4 separate regions of the Mus musculus genome follow, and regions 1, 2 and 4 are each linked to region 3. The links are chromatin contacts, called in public Hi-C and capture Hi-C maps. All regions are on one chromosome and are shown on one strand. The core of a region is the stretch at or near the end of the contact, and the rest is flanking DNA. Distances in the headings are between cores, read along the strand shown.

Region 1 (5,393 bases), core at 1,477-3,976, 190 kb after region 3:
AACGAGCCTTGTATGCCATAAGAATGATCAAATGTACAGTATATAGTGGTTTATTACTATTGTAAACATTACAACTGCCCACAAATGACATTCTATTACAAACCCTTACTTTATTTTCAGTGATCATATCCCTTATTTCTACATAATATCAAACTAGCTAGCATGTTTTCAAAAGAGCTCTGCTGGATTTGGTGGTGCTTACCTTAATCTTACCATGCAATAAGTGGAGGAATGAAGATGTGAAGTTCAAGGTCGTCCATGGCTAAATAGTTCCTGGACAGACTAGGCTACATGAAAACCTGTCTCAAACCACAAACAAAGAAAGAACCTTCTAGCTGGTTCTTAGATGTACCTCTTCTATATATCTATATTATAAACATACATATGGATCTCATAAACAGACCTGCCTCTTAGGTGCTAAACACTGTTCCCAGGGCTACTTTCGAGTCTGATGACTTTCTAACACCATGATTTGCATCTCAAAGTAATATCATTCAGTAGAAATAATGGGATTTCTGGAAATACAACTCTATGCTAGGGTTTCTTTCCTACCATTGTACAATAACAGCATCAGAGATGATCCTGGAGTTGGGAGTATGGCTTGGTGCACTTGCAAGAAGCACTTGCCCAGCATGTTCAAAGTACTGATACTCCTCTGAACTGAAAAAGAAAGATAGTTACTTCTGCACCTTGAGTGACACTCACTTTAATGGAAATGACCCTTCTACTCCCCTTAGAGCATATGTGATGGGATCCTGGCTGAAGCTACATAGTGTTCAGTGTCACAAAGACATGTAGTAAACCATGGGATCCCAGAAATAAATTGCAATTTTTCAGGAATAGACAAATGAGGTATCTAGGTAAAATATAAGGTTCTCAGTTAAATGTGAATTTCAGAGAATAAGACATGTATATACATAGATATGATGAATGATCGATTAGTTTTGTTGTCACTGTGATGAAATAGCTGAGAAAAGGGAGGGTTCCTTTGGCTTATAGTTCTACCACACATCCATTTTTGAAGGGAAGGGATCAAGAGAGCAGGAGCTTAAAGCAGCTGGTCACATCGAACCCACAGCTTAGGGTGCTCTATCCCTAAGGGTAGATTATCCCATCTCAATTAACCCAATCAAGATGGAAAGCCATCTTCCAGGTAATTATAGATAATATGAAGTATATAACTGATATTAACCATCACATGAATGAGTATGTGTAACTGTATGTTTGTGTGTTAGTACTGGTGCTTGAACCCAGGGCCATGAATATTTGAGGGAAACACTATGTTCTTGAACTCCCTGCAAAGAATTAAATATAGTTTTTAAATGTAAGTGTACCTCATTCAATATTAAGGAGATATTTCTACTAGTTTAGCACATTCATGGCCTTGAGTTCTATCTGTAACACTCAAATATTAGGGTGGTAAGGAGCAAAGCGGGAACCAGGATTCATGATAAAGCTGCCACAGGCCACAGAGGATCCTTGGCCATGCATTCTGAAAAATAGAGGGTCCATGCTGAAATCATGAAGATTGTATTTGTCTGCTGGAACATGGACAGAAGATAAAATAGTAAGGACTAAAGGCTGAAGGTAGAGTTCAGGGTATATGCACTTAGCATGTGTGAGGCCCTGGGTTCAGTCCCAAAGAGATGAAGCAGTGGGAAAAGGAGGAGGAGGAGGAAGAGGAAGAAGAGAAGGAGGAAGAAAAAGAAGAAGAAAGGAGAAAGAAAGAAGAAAAGAAGAAAGACTCAGACTATGTTCGTAGTGTCATAACTTCCTGTTGTGGATAGTCCTGGGGCTAATTGTAATTGATGTTAATTCTGTTTTCCCATGAGGGGTTTCCAAGAAGGAATGAGTCAGCACTCAGATGATTTCCTGTAAATCTGCTCCCACCTTAATTTATAAATAAATGCTAGAGCTGGGCAGAGAAAGAGGGGAAGGTGGAGCTGAAGGTTTTGGAAGAGAAGGAGAGAAAGTGAGAATGACAGAGGAGGAAGAAGGAAAGTGGAATAGAAGCACCTGGCCTGGAGAAGCTGCAAGTTCTAAGGGATCTCTTCTATGGGGAAGATGGTAGTGTAATGGTAGATCTGCCCAATCTAGGCACTATATAGCATGCATTCATATTAATTGAGTTGTGTTTTCATTGCCCGGGCTTATTTGTGTTGGATATTTACTACAACAACTTCCTTTATATAACAAATGATTTATACTGTTAGTATTTCCTAACATATTTATTAATTTTGTGTGTTGGAGGGGCATATACATAGTTCTTTTCTTCCCTGCGTTTGGGTCCTGGGCATTGAACTTGAGTCACTAGGCTTGATGGCAAGTGTCTTTATTTTTTGAACCATATTGCCATCCCCTATGGAATTAAATTTGAACAGCCACTCTAACCTAAATTGGGTAATTCTAGGAATAAACATTAGTTTGCAGGCTGTATTTTCTCATCTGGTCCCCTTACCATCGTGAACGCCAGAAAATATCTAAATGCCTTTATGTCACAGTATATGTAGGCAGGCTCCAGACATACTCACTCTGAGTCTTTAACAAGAATTATACTCATATACATATTTTCGTACATTAACATTTGGGAGGTTGGTCTATCATTGTATGTTTCACTTCAGGAAGTCAGTTCGAGTTGTTCTCAGTTTTGTTCACCAAAGCTGCTTGTAGAAAGTGGCAGAGATTGAGTGGGGCTTTGAGGATGAGCCAGCTGTAATTTCCTCCTTAAGGCCCGAGTCATGGTTGGAGTGAGTCCAGTTCCTGTTTCCATGTTTTCTTTATTGTTAAGAGAGGCCCCTTTCTAACTGGACTTTTCTCAGCAGTTTCAGGAGATTGATTTGGCTTTTACCAGGAGTAATTAAGACATTTTTAATTCGAGTTGCTGACATCCTGGAGTTAGGTTTCAGGGTAATACAATGCAGATCAGAGACAGTTAGTGAAGTCCATTCCTCTGGTGGTGATGGTACAAGTATCTTTCTTTTGTCAATACTCTGTGTCTTTTTTAATTTCACAGTGAGCAGATCTTTAACTGTTATATGCATGGGTCCATCTTTCTTTAATGGATCAACTTGAAGTGCTTTAGTGGTACCAGATTTTCTGAGCAGCAAAGGTGCTAAGAGTGGTGGAGATGGAGGAAGGGGGAAGGAGGAGGAGGGGAAGGAGGAGGAGGGGTAGGAGGAGGAGACTGCGGCAGAGTGGGAGGATGACTGGCTGGCTGTGTGGGAGGAAGTGTGGTTGTTGGAGCACAGGCAGGCACAGTTATAAGTTTATCACTCAGGCAACACGTGTGGCAACAACTTGAACAAGATGAGTTTTCTGAGATACTCTTTGGGTTTTTTTGAAGCTTGCACAATTCACTTTTCAAAACACACAGTTGTTGTTTTAGACTGTGAAGTTCTCTGTGGTAGACTGTATCTTTCAATACTTCTAAACTCCAGCTGGGCTACACAGGTCTGACTGCAACTGTATATGCACCATGCTCTATTTGTCCAAAGGTTTATTGCATCTTTGATGTTAGGAAAGCTAAAGTTCTAAAGTTCCAAGATGATCATAGTCAGTTTCTACTTTGGGGAATAACCACTCTTTCTGGTATGGGTGGTGAAGGAGGGGGTGTCAGTAACTTAGGGAGGACCTAAGGGGCTTCTTTCTTCTTAAACACTCATTTGGTTTTGGCTTTTAGCTTTCTTCTTCACTGTTTGAACTTGGGCATGATTTTAGTCTAAGAGCCTGGGGATTAGATGTCAGACCTAAGCCTCTTCCACGCCATAAAGAAAACCTAATATCCACATTTTGAATGTAGCCTGAGGCAACCATCTCATGGTTAACCCATCTTTGTTCTTTCCCAAAGGATGAGCATGATAAGCCTTCTCAACCCAGCCTTCTAGCTTTTAGTTTCTAGAGGATGGTGACACTACCGACCTTCAATAAATTAATCCCATTTTAATCTCATATCAAGAGTCTTAAGTCAGCCTAAGTGTCCTGATGCACGTTATATTTTTCCCCTGCAGCTTTAAATACACATTTATGTCATCTCTTAGACTAAAATCATGCCCAAGTTCAAACAGTGAAGAAGAAAGCCCAGGACTCCCCCTCTACCTCTCATTGCCATTACCTCATCTATCATTCTTCAGAAAGCCTCTCTAGTCACACAGTGCAGTGCAGAGTTACAACCAGTCACCCCCTGTCTGTGCCCTAATATAAAACCTTTACCTTCCCTTTATCTATAACTCTTATGCTTTTATGCCCCCCTCTATGGGGCCCAACCTTTCTGCAGAACAGGGGTTGCTCACTCTCCTAATTTCTAGAGTCTTGCCTGGGTTTCTAGAAAGCAGGCACTCCATTAACACATGTCACTAAATGTAGAAGGAACGGGATGGGAAAGAGGAAAGGCTTTGGACAAAGGCCAGATGCTTTGAGTTGATTTAGCCTAGGACAAAATTCCAGTCATTCGCTAAAGTCAGGTCCTTCTGGTCTATCCTAGGAGCCATCACTGTGTTCTCTAAAGCTGGAATCTGAAAGCATACAGTCGTACAGAAACCTGAACAGTAGTTTAATTTACTAAGGGATCCAACCTTGAAATAGTTAAAAAAAAAAAAAAAGTTTCTTGGGAGATTGCAAGGCAGCTCTGGCACTCTGAGTTCTTACACAAGCAAACTAAAATCCAGCTCAGGATAAAAGGTCATAATACAGGAAAGCAAACATTAAGTGTGGCCAATCACAAGCAGCCAGCAGAGATCAGTTAGAAAACCAGACTTTCCACTGAGTGATTCAGACAGGAAAGGCCACTGCTCTATTCTCAAGGATCCAGCATCCCCTTTGCCTCACTTCCACATTCCCAGTGTCCTCCCCATCTGCCCTTTGGCAGATCCCTAAACCACTTCTTGTTTGGAGCTACTGGCAGTGGCCTGGGAGAACCAGTGAAAGCCCACAGAAGCCTTGAAGGTCAAAGCACTGACCTGTGTGGGTAAAGAAGACATGGAAGGGCAAAGAATAACAAAGAGACGTGATTGAATTTCAATTATAGCACAGGAGTTTCAAAGGAATGCTACCATGTTGCTCATGTGCCTCCCACATGTGTCCTGTGAAAAGTACTATCCCCAACTAACCTACATACACACTCAATTTGTGTGTATATATACTATGTATGCATGTGTATGCATATACATACATAGCAGAAGTTCAATAATTTAAAAGATCCTTTAGCAGAGTCCTACCTTACTCCTCTATTATTTTTCACCAGAAGGAACCACCAGTTAGGTTTCTAGCTGTAAGTATGACATTTATTGTATGCATATGTAAATATATCTCCACACATGCAAACTCATCAAGACTAAGATCTTCGTGTGTGTGTGTGTGTGTGTGTGTGTGTGTGTGTGTGTGTGTGTGTGTGAAGC
Region 2 (5,458 bases), core at 624-3,123, 140 kb after region 3:
GGCACCATGCACAATGAGCTGGCCTCTCCTGTTCATCACTCATTAAAATGCCCCCAAAGGCTTCCCTGCAACTCAGTCTTCTGGAAGTATTTTCTCCATTGAGGTTTCCTCCTCTTAGATGACTCTAGTTTGTGTCAAGTTGACATAAACCTAGCCAGGATAACATAACTACACAGTACATCATTAGCTTCCCACTAGCTTTGCTGTAAAAAAAACACCTCCATTGTGTGGGTGATGATAAGCAGTTGCTTGGGGTAATTTTTAGGGACTTGGAAGCCAGTTTTGCTGCTAACCCTTGGGACTGCAGATGTCAAATGGATTGGCATTTTCTATGTCGTCTGCCACTTGCTGCTTAATCTTTTGTTCAGATCTCCCTGAGATCTGCAAATGGGCATACTGATCACCCAAATGTGTTTTGTTTCAGAACTGGACTTGCCTAGTTCCTTCTTACTTTAAGGTTAAAGATGATAAGAAATACCAAACTGTGAAAGGAGGACTAAGAGGTTAGCACCCAGGTTCCTTGAAGAAAGATCTTAATGTCACTCCCCTTGACAAGTCTCTTTCTCCTTCGTTATTACTATGCTATACTATAGCTTCTCAGTCTTTTAGGTTTGAGAAGCTGACTTGCAAGCAAACAACTGTGTTCCTGGGACACTAAGTCTTTCTTGTCTCATCTCCCTGTTTCCTGGGTCAACGACTTTCTCAGCTAATAGCAGATTTGGACCCTTTTACTGGATAAAATATAGGATTGTGGTTCTGAAGTTTGCTTCTGTCTAGATAGACTGTTATTTTTCTGGCCTTTTGGTGTGCTTTGTATTATTTTGGGTGTGCTATATGCTAAATCTGGTAATAGGCTTTTAGGGTGAGGTTTAAGTGAAGGTTTAAGACCTTCTAGGTCTTAAAGTCTAGGCAGTCAGCTTTGTTGGATATTTCCTCTAACTGTTGTAACAGAAACCTCTGTTTCTTTTCTTCTTGTTGTCTTTGAGCTTCTCTGAGAACTTCTTAAACAGGAGTTGTGTCTTGTGTCATCCTCAGTTGTAAAGTACTTTTACACTGGTGCTTATTGGCATGGTGGTGTGGGAGGATGAAGAAGAAGAGAGGGTCTGAGCTCTGTTAATATGGTAGTATGATGGAGGGAAAGTTCTGAGCATTCTCACATTAAGCTCAAGAAAAAAGGTGGAAGGCACATTTTTGGGCTTAGCTCAAGGTCATAGAATGCATGTTTGAAAGTTAGAAGATTGTTGGGGAACTGGCGAGATAGCTCAGTAGGTAAAGCTGAGTCTGAACCCCCAACTCTCATGTAAATGTCAAGCTTGGTGGTACATGCCCCTAATCCTAACACAGGGTCACAGAGACAGGAGGATCCTGGTGGCTTACTTGAGAGCTAACATAGTTAATTGGTGAGGTCCAGGTTCAATGAGAGCCTCTGTCTTAAAAAAAAAAAAAGGTGGAAAGCAGTCAAGACCTCCAGTGTCAAATTCTAGCCTTGGTACATGGGCATGCGCACACACATATTACACACACACACACACACACACACACACACACACACACACACACACGCACAGACACACATCACACACACAGAGACACACAGACAGACACACATACATACATACACACACACACACACACACACACACACACACACATCAAGAATATAAGAAAAATTGTGGTCAAGAGCACTTGAGAATATTCTCAAATTTCTCTAAAAAGTTTCAACTGAGAAGCAGGAAAGGGCATTTTGAAGGTGTGTTAACAAAGGGTTTTGCCCCTGAAGGCATCTATTTTACCTACACACTTGTCTTCAGATATTCCACTGTTTCTTCCTGGAGGGTTTGAAAGTGAGTCATTTTCCTGAAACTGCCAGAGCTCCTCCCTCAATGAGGAAGCAAGCTGGGTTTTAGGTTCACTAGGGTAGCCTAATGCCATGCCTCTGACTCCCTTCCTAAGTGTTTTATTTTAAAGGCACATGTAATTATGACATAAGCCATGAATCAAATCACTAAGTTCTATAGCCCAGAAAATATAGACATAATGTCCTGAGGAATCCAGCCCAAAGCACTGCTGTGTCAACAGGTCAACTGAAAAGAATAAGGAGAAAGGGATACTGCTGTCATAGCTTACTCTAAGGATTAAGATATGCTTTCCATAATTGATTTCTTTGTTGGTGGCATTGAAAGGATCTCTTTCCAGACTATACCATGACCATAGGACACTGAAGACATGTCTGGAATCTGGACACCAGTTAGTAATCCTACTAATAATTCCAGTGCAACGTCACGAATATTATGTCAGTATTTGGAGTTGAAATTCAGATGGGAGACCTGTACTAGTATTCAGAGACTAATACTTAGGCAGTCTGACACTGACCACTGACTGACAGTTCCTCCTGAAAATCCATGCTTTTAAGCACTTGTCAGGAATTCAGTAGGAAAGTACTTTTCTTTTTTTTTTTTTTTTTCCTTGAATATACCTGGTCCATTCGTTCTGAACAGTCATGGATTAGAAGGCCCATGACATCGGCAGCAGAATGACTGACTAGGTTGAGGGACTGACTTTTACAGTCAGATGGGAACACCTAGGAGCTAAGCCAGGTGCTGTAACATTTGTGCTGCGTCTTAGCAGGTGATGAGCTTTTAGTTCTACAACACTGACATCCTGGTATCGGTCATATTGCCAGCGGCTGCTCATCTAACAGATCCTGTTGTAAAAGGGAATGAACACACATAAATGGATGCTTTCAAATCTTTCAACTGACTTCACAGGCAGAGGCTGGTAAAACTGTTGTTTCTTCTTTTCTTGACACTCTTTTGTGTCATATCCCGTCTTCGATAGAACATATAAGACGGTAGTCAGTAGTATGTGGTTCTCACACTGAATAAAACTCGATCTTTTCTTCCATATTGGACTAATATAACCCAAGGCTCCTCAGAGGGAATCTAAGCTGTACTGAAGGAAGCTGAATGAGGTCAGTTCTGCTCTGTTTGGGAGTAGACACAGATTCTTTCTATACCTCTGTCTCTGCATGGTTTGAACATTCCATCTTCCCCAGTTCTCTTCTGATTGCAGACGTCGTGCTGATTTGGCTCACTGTGACTGTGACAAGGGCTGATGGGACCCTTGCCTAAGGTGTCTTCTTCCTTCTGGTTAGCTGGAGGGGGTTGCCAGCAAGGCAGCTAGCTTCCTGATGTCTAATTCCTCTTCACCTACAAGTCTGTAGCTGAATACCTCAAAGATAACCTCTGGTTCTTTAGCCAGCTTTTGGCCTTTTCTCTGGATACAAGGATGGGTGATCTGGTTACCACATGTTGTAAGACTTTTATTTGGTCAAATATATATAATTTTGTAGTTATTATAATTCAGGACAAAAATCTTATAGCAAACAGAATTGATACAAAATTCTTTAATATTTTTCTTTCATTGATGCACGTGGCAAATACTTTTAATACCAGTAGTCAGAATGCAGAGGCATGGGGATCTCTGTAACTTCAGTACCAGCATAGTCTACATAATGAGTTCCAGAATGGCCAGGGATACATAGTGAGACCTTGCCTCATAATTTTGTTTCCTCACGAAAACAAATTCATGATTACGACTTCTTTCATATTTTATCCATTACTTTACTGATTGCTTTTTTATTCTTATTTTGATATATTTCCTTAAATTTATATTTTGAAACAAAACTTAAATAAGACTTTAAATTAGACCGACATCATTAGTTTATTCAATGAAAGAACATTGTTTCTTATATTTTCTTATTAAAAGCACATTTTAGTCTTGTACTATTTCATACATGTTTACATGCATTAGTGAAACTTTTAAACTCTTTTTTAAAAATAATTTTCCTTTTATTGAAAATAGCTTTTTCCTCACATAATATGTCCTGATTATGGTTTACCCTTCCTCTACTCCTTCCTGTTCCTCTCTACCTCCCTTCTCCTCCACTCCCTTTCTGTTGCTCATTAGAAAACAGACAGGCTTCTAAGCAGTAATGATTCCAAAGGAAAAGAATGTTTCTAAAGAATAATAATTCTAAAGAAGAATAGTAATTCTAAGGAATAAAGATAAAACAGTAAAATAAAACAAAAACTAACACAACAGAGTTGGACAAGACAGAGAAGATACAATGATCCAAGACCCATTTGGGCTCACACTCAGGGATCTCATAAAAACACTATACTGGAAATAATAATATTTATAATCAGAATATCTGGTGCAGAGCCACACAAGGTTTGTGCATGTTGCCTCAGTCTATGTGAGTTTATGAGTTTTGATCATGTTGGTATAGAAGTCCTTGTTTACTTGGAAGATGTAGAATATGAGTCTAGAAGCTACAGACAGATCTTATTAGGACAGGGAAATAGAACAGATAGTTATGGATAGATGGAGAAGGAGCTAGAACAGGAGGAACAAGTGGGGGAAGGGAGAAGAGAGGGGTTAAGGGAGGGAATATGGGAAAGATGGCTAAAATTTAGGGCCATTTGAGGAGTATGTTGGTAGAGCTGGCTCTTGGGATATGGGAACCTGCCATACTGATTGTGATAGTGGTTGCATAAGCTTGCACTCCCTCCAGCAAAGGATGAACATTCCCCTGGCTCCTTATGCTTGCTAGTATGAGCTGTCGCTTGTTTTATTGATCTTATTGATCTTACATTCTGATTAGTGTATGATGAAATTTCAAAGTAGTTTTGATTTGCATTTCCTTGATGACTAAGGATGTTGAACATTTCTAAGTGGTTTTGACCCACTTGAGTTTCCTCTTTTTAGAATTCTCTGTTTAGATCTATATCCCATTTTACGGTCCCACAATAACCAGCCTCTTGGAAACTACTGAATCCTTCCCCACCCAGATCCCTACCAGAAGCCACTTGATTGTGGAGAGTTACACTTCAGCATCTTTATCACAATTTTCAAGAGTTTTCTTTGGTGACTTTCTGTCTAGGCTGTTATGTTTTGGGGAGGTGCAGTGGGGTAGATGTAGGGGTTGCCACAAGAGCCTTCTGTGTTCCTCTTTCTCAACTGTGAATCTGTAGCCGTCAATATGATGACAAATGTAGTTTCCTTGCCCATTACAGTTAGTAGAAACATGAATCATGGACCTATACATGGTTCTGGAGACTACAGGGACCACAGACATCCTCATAATCTCTGGTGTCAGCATATATCCTGGACATCAGCATGCTCTCTGATGTCAGTACAGACCACAGTCATCAACATGGCACTCTGCCATAGTAGGAACATAGACCAGACATGGCCTTCTACGACTGTATGAACCCAGACATCACCATGGTCTAGGTGGCAGCACAAGCCACTCTCTTCAATATGTCCACATAGGCAGCACAATTCATGGACATAAACATAGATTCAGACTATGACATAGACCTTGGACATCCACATGGCTTTTGGTGGTAACATGATCATGGATATCAACATGGACCCCAGCTGCAGTAAGACC
Region 3 (6,009 bases), core at 2,963-5,462:
TGTGTTTCGCAATAGCAAGGTATGCTCAGCACAGCAAGGTATCCCTGAGAGTGCAATCGTGGCACTTACATATTCTGAATAATCAATAGCTATCCTACTAGACTGAGGGTCCACTTAATAGCAAGACAAACATACTAACAGGGTAGAAATTAATACAGATGAGACTAGGAGAACAGAGCGTAGAACTCAGTCAATCACAGTTGGTTCTTTGAAAACTAAATGGGATTGACAACTCTCTAACCAACAAAAGGGAAAGGGGGCTGAGTTAATAAATTAGAAGTGACCAAGAGAAGGAAAGGTACTGGAGCCTCCAGTGAGACCTAACCGTTAAAGAAAACTCCAATTTCATGGCCCCAAAGACTGAAAGATGGAAAAGAAGTTGATAAATCCTAGATGCATGCAACCTACAAAACTGAAATCTAGAGCATGTAAACAAGAATTAGAGCAGAAATGAAGTGCTGCCACACAAAGAAAAGTTAGGAATGGAAGAACCCAGTGCCAGCTTCTACCAAAGCCTAAAAGGGTTAACACGAATGCTTTCTGACCTAAGGAAAAATTTTAGCCGCCCTCCCCCCCCCCCCGCATGTCTTAGTTAGGGTTTTACTGCTGTGAACAGACACCATGACCAAGGCATCTCTTTTTTTTTCATTTTTTTATTAGATATTTTCTTCATTTACATTGCAAATGCTATCCTGAAAGTCCCCTATACCCTCTCCCTGCCCAGCTTCCCAACCCACCCACTCCCACTTCCTGGCCCTGGCATTCTCCTGTACTGGGGCATATGATCTTTGCAAGCCAAGGGCCTCTCCTTCCATTGCTGGCTGACTAGGCTATCTTCTGCTATATATGCAGCTAGAGACACGAGCTCTGGGGGTACTGGTTAGTTCATATTGTTGATCCACCTATAGGGTTGCAGACCCCTTTAGCTCCTTGGGTACTTTCTCTAGCTCCTTCATTAGGGGTCCTGTGTTCCATCTAATAGATGGCTGTGAGCATCCACTTCTGTATTTGCCAGGCACTGGCATAGCCTCACAAGAGGTAGCTATACAAGGGTCCTGTCAGCATAATCTTGCTGGCATATGCAATAGTATCTGGGTTTGGTGGTTGTATATGGGATGGATCCCCAGGTGGGACAGTCTCTGGATGGTCCAAGGCATCTCTTATAAAAACAACATTTAATTGGGGCTGGCTTACAGGTTCAGAGGTTCAGTCCGTTGTCATCAAGGTGGGGCATGGCAGTGTCTAGGCAGATGGTGGGATGGGAAGAACTGGGAGTTCTATATCTTCATCTGATGACTGCTATGAGAAGACTGACTTCCAGGCAGCTAGGAGGAGGGTATTAAAGCCTAAGCCCACAGTGACATACCTACTCCAACAAGGCCACACCTCCAAATAGTGCCACTCCCTGGGTCAAGCATATACAAACCATCACACACCACATAACATTTTAATTAATTCTCTGGGAGTTTCATATCATATACCCCAATCACAATACCTTTCCAGTCCTTCCATGTCTGCCCTCTATTATCTCCCCCACCAAAGAAGTAAAAAAGAAAAAAAAAACAAAACAAACAAACAAAAAAATACAACAAAAACCAAGTCCACTTTGTGTTATCTATATACTCACTGGAACACGGTCAAATCCTTAGTGGCGTGCACCTTAAATAGAACTGAGTCCTTTCCTCACCTGCACCCTGGCCAGAAGCCATCAATTATGGAGGGCTACATTTCAGCATCCCATCACACTTTTTAAGAGTTCTCTTCAGTGCCTTCCTGTCTAGGCTGTTACTGTTTGGGGGGTGGGGTGGAGGTTGGGGTGGGTGTAGGGGTTGTCATAGAAGATTGTATGTCCTCCCTCTCCACTGTGGGTATGCAGTCATCCATCTAACAGCAAAAGTAGCTTCCTTGCTCTTCACAGTCAATGGGAACAAAGATCATGGGCTTCTACACAGTTTCCAGTGACGTCATAGACCATGAACAAGGTCCTTGTTGCAGTAGGACCCCAGACCCAAACAAGACCCTTGCAGGCTGCCCCAACTGCCTGTGGACATATCACCTTAGGTGGCTGTGCAGGCTACTCAGACCAGTATGTACTCCTTCCCTGCTTCCCCCCCCCCCCCCCACGCTGGGGACAGCATGACCCAAGGAGATCAACATGGCTCCGGGTAGTAGACCACAAACCACAGACCTCTGCCTGGCCTTTGATGGTAAATTAGACCATGAACATCAACACACACCTTGGTGGCAATAGGACCTTTGTCCCAGATGTGGCCCTCAATGGCAGCAAGGACCCAGCATGGGTGGTTGCAGGCCTGGCTGGCTTATCAGACTGTTGGCTCTTCTGCCTGCACATCAGCCCCAGGTGGGGGGGGGTGTTCAATTTTTTTTTCCTGATGAATACTGATGCAAAAGTTTTCAATTAAATTATTCCTAACTTGACCTGGCTTGGAGGCACAAACCTTTAATCACAGCAGCTGGGAGAGAGAGACAGGCATATCTGTGAGCTTGAGGCCAGCCTACTTTACAGAGTGAGTTCTGGACTACACAGAGAGACCGTGTGTGTGTGTGTGTGTGTGTGTGTGTGTGTGTGTGTGTGTGTGTGTGTGAGCGTGCATGCTCTCTCGTGCACATGTACACACACACACACACACACACACACACAGAGCTATTGAAAACTGAATTCAAGAACACACCAAGGAGATTATGCACTGTGACTTAGTTGTTTTTACCCTGAGATGCAGAATGGTTCAACATACATAGCCCAAAACTTATAATGCAAGATATAAATAGACTTGAGGTAAAAACAGAATCACATGGTCATTTCTATCAATGCTAGTCAGACCCTTGGCAACACTCAACATCACTTTGTGATAAAATCCCAGAACAAGCTAGGAATAGAAAGAACATAGTTAAACACAACAGAGGTTGTATATGACCAACCCATAGTTAATCTTATAATAAATGAGGAAAAGCTCAGAGCACTTTTCTTATAGTCTGGGTGGAGTGAAGGATACACACTCCTTCCATCCTTATTGCATACAGTACACAATGGTTTAACCAGAGGAATAAGACAAGAGAATTATGTTTGCTATAACTATTCGTCTACAAGACTCTGTGTGAATAGAAGTCCTTACTACCCTTGAAGCATACACCCAGGACTAAAATTGCTGGGTCACAGAATGGCTCTGTCTATCTTACATGGATTTTGAATATGACAGGGAAACTGGTTACCTGGAGAATAATGAACAGGGTGATTGAATACAGTGGACAAAACGCTGTAACCATGGGTCTCCTAAATTCTACAGTGCACACCGCTGAGTAAGGAGTCAGGAGTGATTAATCCATAGACTGGTGAAATATTCCCTCACAGAAATACCAGTTTATCAGGTTCACATTGCTAGGGTGTGGTGTAACCTAGACCTGCTAGAGATGATGCAATATTTGAATTTCAGCAACCCCCCCCCCCAAAAAAAAACCAAAAACAAAAAACGGATGGAAATTCCCCACATGAAAATGAAGCAGGGCTGGTGAGGTGGCTCCCTTGACAAAGCATTTGCTTCAGGACATGATGACCTGAGTTCGATCCCCAGTACCCACAAGGTGGAGGGAGCCAATCTGCTCCTGCAATTGTCGTTTGATCACAAGGACAGCACAACACCCAGTGAATAACAGATAAGTGGAAAGCAAAATGAAGGAAGTAAAAAGCAGCTGTTTAGTGGTAGTAGTTTGATGTCCATTGCAGTGGACTATGAGTTCTTTACTAACTCAAAAACTTCTATATAGCTAGAAGAAACGAACAAACAAAAACAAAACAAAGAAAGAAAGAAAAAGGAGACAAGGTTAAATCACTAAGTGCCCACAGAAGCCAGAGAAATGATGAATGAGTTAACAAATCAGGCCTCTCTGGGTGCCCTGCTTCAAAGAACCTTGGCGAATGTGGTAGTCTCCAGAATATGTCACTTAAATCCAGACTTCGTAAAAACACAAAATGACAACCACGGAAAATGTACTGACATTTAAACCAAGCCCTGGGCGACGATGGGTAAGCTCCTGTAATAAAGAAAAGAGAAAAGAGACCGAGAAAGAAAGGGCGAGGGAAATCGGCTACAGGAAAAAACCCCAGACTTTCAAGCTGATAAACTTGAAGAGCAGGGAGTGTGATCTAAGGCGCCTCGTTTTAAAATACCTCAAAATTACCACAAGGTGGCGCTCTCGGGAATTTGACGCTCCAGACAATCCTGCTTCCCTGAAGTCCCGCTTTGTAGAAGGGTGGGCTGAAGGAGATGAGCCAGGCAAGGCTGCTGTGCCCTCTTCAAGGCCTGGGGTAGCTCTTTGACTTCCAAGCCTAATCTTACTCTCAGCGCGAGATCCATTAAAAACAGATCTTGGTGAGGCAGTCTGAGTCGGTGCTGCTGACCCCTACAGGCCACACTTGGAGTAGCAAAGGCTTAAACAACTGGAGAAATGAAGACTCGAATCTATCATGTTTAGAAAATTGTTTACAGAACAGCCTCTGTTCTGACCAATGGGATGATTCCATTACTAAGGTATAATGTTTGGGTTGTGACTTCAAAATACACGAGTATCTTCTACGTATTTCTGGATAGAATATCGACACAGGGATTAGTTCTTTTGGTTCGCCTAAAAGAGGACATTAACCTTGGAATGACTAAGCAAAACCACGAAAGCAACTTCCTCTCCTTCTCTCTCTCTCCCTCCCTGCCTCCCTTCCATCTTTTCCTCCTCACTCTCTCTCTGTTCCTCTCTTCCTTCTTAACAGAGTCTCACTAGGCTGCCCAGTCTGACCCCAAACCCAAGATTCTCACGCCTCACCCTTCTGAGGGGTTTGTTTGTTAATAGAGAAACCTAAAGCTGCAACCTTTTAAAACTCCTGCTATCCAGAGCCCAGCAAATGGAAGCGAGTCTCCTCTGCCAAAGCCAGGCTGCTAATTTATTAAGTCCAGTTAGAGGGACAGAATTCACGTGACTTAGGAAGCTGAGCGGCTTGTGGAAATGTTGACAGTGTGCCGAGGACCAGACACTAGGTGGAGCTTTCAGAAATGACTCTTGAAACCACAGTACAAAATGGTGTCACTGGGCAGCTGCTGTGTTGGCCATGTCCTGGTGAGGACGTCACTCTGAGCAGGAAGTTGTCAGGATTGCTGTGTGCTCCACAGGTCTGCCCCTGCTGCAGTGTGTACCAGGAAAACCAGGCCCTGTGGACTCATAACAGTCAAAATAGCAGTGACTGGCACTGAGACCTCTGCCCATCTAGTGGCAGAGAGGGCCAGTTCCAGAGGTGCCTGCCAGCTAAGGCTTGTACTGATGCATCGGGTTGGCTACATCTAAGTCTAACTTAAAACCAAATCTAGGTCCAGTACCTGGGAGATGGAGGCAGGGGGATGGATGAGGATCCAAGATCACACTTGGCTATGTGGGAAGTTTGAGACCAGCCTGGGCTACCAGAGACCCTATGTGAAAAAAAAAAACATCTAAATAATATATCTACTGTGGAATATGGAAAACGTAGTTTTCAGCTTTCTGGACTCAAAGGCTCAAGAAAATACTGTAAGCAAGGGAAGTCTGGAACCCTCTGCCCTCAAACTTCACCAGAATCCAGAGAAAATAGAGAAGAGCAATAATGAAATTGTGGAGCTTTGAATAAGAAGGGGCCCATAGGCTCATATTTGGATGCTTAGGGAATGGCACTAGGAGGCGTGGCCTTGTTGGAGGAAGTGTGTTATGGAAGTTGGAGTGGGGTTGGGGAGGTTCAGGGGTGGGGATAGGTGGGTAGTGGGTGAGTAGTGGGTGATTGGTATTTCAAATACTCAAGCCAGGCCCAGTGGCTCTCTCTGTTCCTGTTGTCTGCTGTTCCAGATCTCAGCTACCTCTCCAGCACCACATCTGTCTGCATGCTGCCAAGTTTCCTTCCATGGTGATAATTGGACTAAACCTCTGAACATAAGGCATTGCCAATCAAATGCTTCCCTTTATAAGAGTTGCTGTGGT
Region 4 (5,789 bases), core at 2,211-4,710, 170 kb after region 3:
TAGTGCCAGAGATGCAATTTAAAAGTGACACTGCCTTATAGGCTTAGGTTTTAATATAGAGCTTAATAGTGTTATTTTAAGCCCCTTAATGATCTCGGAGGTCTCTATTAAGTATGCGAGTTGAGAAACATTGCTGAAGGCGACATGATTGATTATTTTCTGATTGCAACAGTAATGTTTTTATTATAGAAAGTTAGGAAGCAATATAAGAATTGAACATGTTCCTACTTCAGCTGCTTTCAGGTAGGTGTTTATTTTTTTTAAATTTCTGTGTCATTCTCTAAGAAGGCAAATGATGCACATAGATGTTTTAAAAGGAAATTTGCTAGACTGCTTTGCCTTTTGCACGTAGTGACATAAGCACATTCTGAAGCCCTGATGTTCTACAGAGAGATGCATTTTAAAGGTCAGTAGCTTTGAACTCTCTTGTTGATTGTTCCCCTATAAGATAGCTCCACCTTGGCAGAGAAAACAGGCTAAGAACTTAGGGTGGGACTTGCAGGGCCAAGTCTCACTGCCGCTTTCTTCCTGGTGATATAAGTGATCCTTTCTTTCTTCTTTACCCTCTCCTGTCCTTCTCCTCCCTTTCTTCTCCTTACTCTCTACTCCATCACCCCAACTTTGGTGTCTACCAATACACCCAGTCCTCTCATGCATTGTTTTTTTTTTTTCCTGCTATTACCAGTGACTCCTTCATTCCCTTGAAGTATTTATTCAAATATTACCTTTTAGTGGTATCTTCTCTCGACCCCCTACATTGCATTTCACTTGCAGATTCCCAATGCTTCAGGCATTTCCCAAGACTGAATTTTATCCCTCTGGTATTTATCACCATTGTCAACCTAGGATAACAGTAGTACAGTGACTTTTCAAAGAAATGAGTTTATTTGGGAGTACTTCAGGGTAATATAATCTAGGGTAAATGTGTTATGTTGAATAATGGATCTATCAAGATCAAGACAAGGGGAATTTTAAAGAAAACAAACAAGAGATTGTAAAGTGTGGTTAAGAACAATTACTGCTCTTTCAAATTTAGCTCATGGCCCTTTTAACCTCACCTTTACGGGATCTAACACCCTTCCCTTGCCTCTGTGGGTACCTATATACATATATACACACACAGATAAACACATACACATCAATAAAAATAAATATTTAAAAAGATGTTTGTTGTATTAACCAATGACTAACCACCTTTGCCACTACTTCATGAGTAGTTTCTCTTTGTTGGGAATCCTTTCTGAATACCTATGCTGCATGAAAATTTATAGTCAGATGTATACTTATTGGCATACTTTGTTATTTAAGGAAACCAAGAAGTATCTCACCTGTCAAAACCATCACTTCAGGGCAAATACTCTGTGTGTGTGTCATTGAACACAGCAACTAGACAGTAAGAACCCTGGAAGATATTTAAAGCACATAATTAGCCAGATTAAAGTAACCTGAAGAGGATTTGTACATGAAAAGGAAGTTTGGGTTTAAGAAACCTCCTAATCTTCTCAGCTCTTACAAAACAACAAGTTGATCCCAAGGATCTAGAAGAGCAAGAAGCTTGGCCTTCTCCAGCCATGGCATCTAGACAATACTTCCTCTTTGTTCTCTCTCTCTGGATACCTCAGAGGCAGCTACACTGTGGACACATGATGGAGGAGCTTCCTCACAGGCACTCTTCTCTAATCAACAGCAACTCATAGCTAGGGCCAGGAGCTCCTTCTGTAATTACTGAGGGCTACAAAGAGCGTTTCTGTGCACCCTGTCTGCAGAGATTTGTTGCATTTAAGGTTCAGAAATTTAAAACCTTAAAATGAAAACATTTAAATTGTTTTTAAATAACCATCAAAAGCATATTAAATAATGTGGGTTTGGGGAGGGGGACTAATTTCCAAAGGAAAATAAAAATAAAAGTAATATTGAGAAGAGCAATAGTCCCATGATTCATTATTTTTGCCCATATCTTTGATGGTGGCCTTCATAAAAGGCAGTGGCTTTACACATTTTCTTCATTTAGTCTAGTGTATAGTCCGTGTAACATCCTGCTGTCCACTCATGAGGGAAAAGTAAATAATGCCACAGTGTTACCTGTAATTTCCTCTTCCTACTTCTGTTTGGCATGCCTGCTGAATCTTCCTTTTTCAAGTGTTCCCAATAACTTCCCAGATGTTGTCAGATCTAAAGGTGAATTCACTGGAGATTTTTGGGACGGCTTTGGGGGCATGGATACAGGTACTGAAGAATGAGCGTGGGCTTGCCAAGACAGGGTAGGAGGAAGGGCTCAAGGATCAGTAAAACTAGAAGTCCAGTGGTCACTGTGAAGGGGGCCAATGCCGTGGTGAGGAGTTTGTTGCTATTGAAGGCTGTAAGAAGTTAAGGAAAATGAAGCTATGGGAGAAGGGTATTAAACAGCAGGAAGACAGACATGAAAGGATGTAGATACTAATTTGGTAGAATGGAGAGTGACTATCTGTCTATTCACTAGCAACACGTTGAGCACCTATTCTGTGCCAGACAGTTGATTTAGTTTTTGCAATAAAGCAAATCCTATGTGCTAAAAATAAAGTCAGGAGCATGTGGTTGTCACTTAGATGAGGTTTGGGGAACTGCTGAAGTTCCTCATTGTTGAGCCTCTCCGGGATGAGCAATGCACAATAACCATGGATTCTTCCCTGCAAAACCAGTCTCCATTTGGGCATTGTCAGAGCTGGTAGAGAAAATCAAAGAGAAAGCCAACTGAAGGTATTAATGAGACTGCAGTTAAAGTGATTGACCCTCAATTCCAGAACTTTAAAAAATATGAGGTATATTTTATATAGCACAAACTTTGCCATTATTCAGTGACATTTGACAGATTTTTGTGCAAAAAGTAACTTGTATCTGGTCTCAGTGAATTTCATCACCCCCAAAGAAAATTCTGTAACAGTTAAGTGGTCATCTCTCATTTGTGTCTCTCCCAAGCCCCAGACACCATCATCTTTGCTGTCTCTATAGAGCTTCATATGAATAGAGTATATGGATAGTAAAATCTAGCCCCTTGGACTGGAATTTCATTTCATGTCACAACTTCAATATTCATGTTTTAGGTTTTATACTTGTTCCTTTTCACTGCCGGACAATATTTTGTTTATGCTTATACTATATTTTTATCTACCCACAACTAATACACATTGGGTTGGTCTCGCATTTTGAGAACACCATCTTTTAATAATGATGAACAAGTATGTTTCTGTGTGTATATGTGTGTTTGTAGAGTGTGTGTGTGTGTGTATGTGTGTGTGTGCTTTCATTTCTTTGGAGGCATAACAGGAATGGACTTGTTAGGTGGTAAGGAAACTTTATACTTAATGTTTTGAGGACAAGCCAAAATATTCCCCAGACTGTTGCAGGTTTACCAGCAGCCCACAAGGACCCCAGTCCTTCAAGACTTTGTCAACACTTGGGTTTTTTGTTTAGTTTAGTTTAGTTTTGTTTTGTTAAACAGCCATCCCTGTCATTCCCTAATGACTAATGCAAGTAGGCAACTATTGTGTAAGAACCTGTCATCTGAAACAATTATTTGGTGACGTGTCTGTTTGATTCCCATCCAACTTCTTTAGTAATTTTGCTGTTGATTTTAGAGAGTTCTTTTCTTATTCTGAATGTAAACCTTTGGTCAGATATTTAACTTTCTCCAAGTATTTTCTCCTGGTGTTCAGCCTGCCCGTTCACACTCTTTAAGAGCGCCTTTTATAGAGCAGAAGCTTCACTTTTCTCACAGCCTTCCCTGCCCTCTTACTCGGAGAACATGCCTTTTCTGCTCTGTACCCACTTTCTGAAGGCTTCTCCCTACCCTTTTCTCTAAGCATTTTTATTAGTGTTATATAGTACATTTACACCTATGACTCACTTGAGTTAATTTTTATATCATCTATAAATTCAGGTCAAAGTTTACTTAATTATCAACCTTGCCCTCAAATAGTTTGCTGTTCAAGTAATATTGCTGAAACTATTTTTAAAATGCATTGAATTTGCTTTGTGCATCTGTCTGAAACTGGCTGGCTAATTGTGTAGCGATTCTGGCTGTGTCTCATTTCACAGCACATGCTTGACGATTGTAGATTTACAAATCGTGTTAAACGTGGGTTGTCCAATGTCTTCAACTTTACTTTCTTAAATCTTTGGTTATTCTACTTTTTTATACTTCAATTTAGAATATTGTTGATATCTATACAATTAGTTTAACAATTTGGTTGGAATTCGTCTGTAGATCAGTTTGAGGAAAGATGGTATTTTAACAGTTTTGATTCTTCTACCCATGAATGTGTATGTGGAACCTCTCTCTCTGTCTCTCTCTCTCTCTCTCTCTCTCTCTCCCTCTCTCTCTCTCTCTCTCTCTCTGTCTCTGTCTCTCTGTCTCTCTGTCTCTCTGTCTCTCTCTCTCTCTCTCTCTCTCTCTCTCTCTTTCTCTTCTTGTTTAGTTTGGTTTTCCTTATCCATGTTCTGTAGTTGAAACATTCAGAGCCTAAACCTATCCTGTTAGATTTATGTGTCTTAGTTTTTCACAGTTGTGACAAAGATATCTGACAGAACAATAAAAGATCCATTTTGACTCACCATTTTGAAGGGTTATATCCATGGATGTTTGACATCATGCCTGGGCAAAACATCATATTTATGAGAACCTGTGACAGAGGTGGATATTCATCTTACAGCTGGCAAGAAGCAGAGAGACATGAGGAATGTTCCCTGTAACATACTTCCTCCAACTAAGTCCTACTAGAATGTCTTAATAAAGTACAACCTTCTGGGGCCAAATATCTAATAAGGTATGTGTTAGGCATGTCGTAGTCATACCATCAAAATTGTTTAGGTTTGGTGTTTAAAAAATTATACTTAAAATTATTCATATTCCAACTGTTCATTGATAGTAATTAGCCTGTTTTTTTTTTTAAATAGTGTTAGGGATTATATTCTGTGACTCTATTAAACTGATCAGTTCTGAGAACATTTTGTAATTCCTTAGGAGTTTTTCCCAGTATTGGATAATGAGTCTAGGGTCCCAGAGTGCTAGCAGGCCTTTACTACAGAGCTCACATTCCTACATTTCTTGCCCATTTGAGTTTAATTTGAAACAATTGAATTTGCATTATTCCTATTTCATTTTCCTTGAGTAGCTGGAATTACAGGCGCATTTCTCCCAAGAGCTCTACATGGAAAGGGGCCCATTCCTGCTTGGATGACAACTAGGCTTTTCTTCAGACTGTTGGTCAGGCTTTGTTTCACTTTTCTATGTTCATCTCACATCCCCAAGGCAGAGTAGCTTGAGAACAGCAGAAAAACATAAGGAGAGCCCCTCACACTCACTGGGTTCCATCTGTCATGAATTTTCTGTTGGGTTTTAGGTGTTCCTTATAAGACAGTGGTGCCCTGAAACCTAGAATTGCTATCAGGACAGAGCTAAGGGGGAGAGAAGAGAGAAGCAACAAGGAAAAAAGTCTACTGAAGGCAAGTTACCACTCCATTTCTGGTCCCATGACCCTTTTAGAGTTCAATGCTGAGTTGAGCCTCAGGTCAAACCCAACAGGAGATAGAAGGGAAGACAATTGCTCTGTAGTACAGCTTAATGTCAGGCATGGTGATTCCATCAGAGGTGCTTTTATTGTTGAGAATAGTTTTTGCTATCCTAGGTTTTTTATTTTTTCCAGATGAATTTGCAAATTGCCCTTTCTATCTTAGTCACAACTTGAGTTGGAATTTTGATGGGGATTGCATTGAATCTGTAGATTGCTTTCGGCAGGATAGCCATTTTGACT

What was found. A called contact is a pair of places that touch in the nucleus more often than the background predicts. Capture Hi-C pulls out chosen DNA fragments and counts their contacts.
Region 1: a contact with region 3 is called in a capture Hi-C map of bone marrow-derived macrophages, with 5 times the contacts expected there. The contact joins two enhancer-like sites. A contact is called at or near these places in 3 of 484 Hi-C or Micro-C datasets (the THB-7 cell line and bone marrow-derived macrophages), 1 of 115 datasets of contacts at active chromatin or transcription factors (bone marrow-derived macrophages) and 1 of 9 other capture datasets (bone marrow-derived macrophages).
Region 2: a contact with region 3 is called in a Hi-C map of bone marrow-derived macrophages, with 5 times the contacts expected there. The contact joins two enhancer-like sites. A contact is called at or near these places in 2 of 484 Hi-C or Micro-C datasets (both in bone marrow-derived macrophages) and 1 of 9 other capture datasets (bone marrow-derived macrophages).
Region 4: a Hi-C map of bone marrow-derived macrophages shows a contact between it and region 3, with 24 read pairs. The contact joins two enhancer-like sites. A contact is called at or near these places in 3 of 15 datasets of contacts at CTCF or cohesin (CD8 T cells, large pre-B cells and pro-B cells), 6 of 484 Hi-C or Micro-C datasets (the HL-1 cell line, Sertoli cells, the THB-7 cell line and 3 more) and 1 of 115 datasets of contacts at active chromatin or transcription factors (intestinal villus epithelium).

Annotation. Positions count from the first base shown.
Region 1 is chr12:32,483,710-32,489,102 of GRCm38.p6, forward strand. It overlaps the pseudogene Gm17820. Among named protein-coding and RNA genes, the nearest start is that of Gm40375, 88 kb to the left of the region's middle. Within about 2 kb of position 2,727, at least 39 of the 459 cell types and tissues checked have an H3K27ac peak or open chromatin away from gene starts, as enhancers often do. A contact at or near this core is called in bone marrow-derived macrophages, where this site is marked.
Region 2 is chr12:32,426,143-32,431,600 of GRCm38.p6, forward strand. No RefSeq gene overlaps it. Among named protein-coding and RNA genes, the nearest start is that of Gm40375, 31 kb to the left of the region's middle. Within about 2 kb of position 1,874, at least 15 of the 459 cell types and tissues checked have an H3K27ac peak or open chromatin away from gene starts, as enhancers often do. A contact at or near this core is called in bone marrow-derived macrophages, where this site is marked.
Region 3 is chr12:32,287,884-32,293,892 of GRCm38.p6, forward strand. No RefSeq gene overlaps it. Among named protein-coding and RNA genes, the nearest start is that of Gm33308, 45 kb to the left of the region's middle. Within about 2 kb of position 4,213, at least 191 of the 459 cell types and tissues checked have an H3K27ac peak or open chromatin away from gene starts, as enhancers often do. A contact at or near this core is called in bone marrow-derived macrophages and intestinal villus epithelium, where this site is marked.
Region 4 is chr12:32,456,966-32,462,754 of GRCm38.p6, forward strand. No RefSeq gene overlaps it. Among named protein-coding and RNA genes, the nearest start is that of Gm40375, 62 kb to the left of the region's middle. Within about 2 kb of position 3,461, at least 21 of the 459 cell types and tissues checked have an H3K27ac peak or open chromatin away from gene starts, as enhancers often do. A contact at or near this core is called in bone marrow-derived macrophages and intestinal villus epithelium, where this site is marked.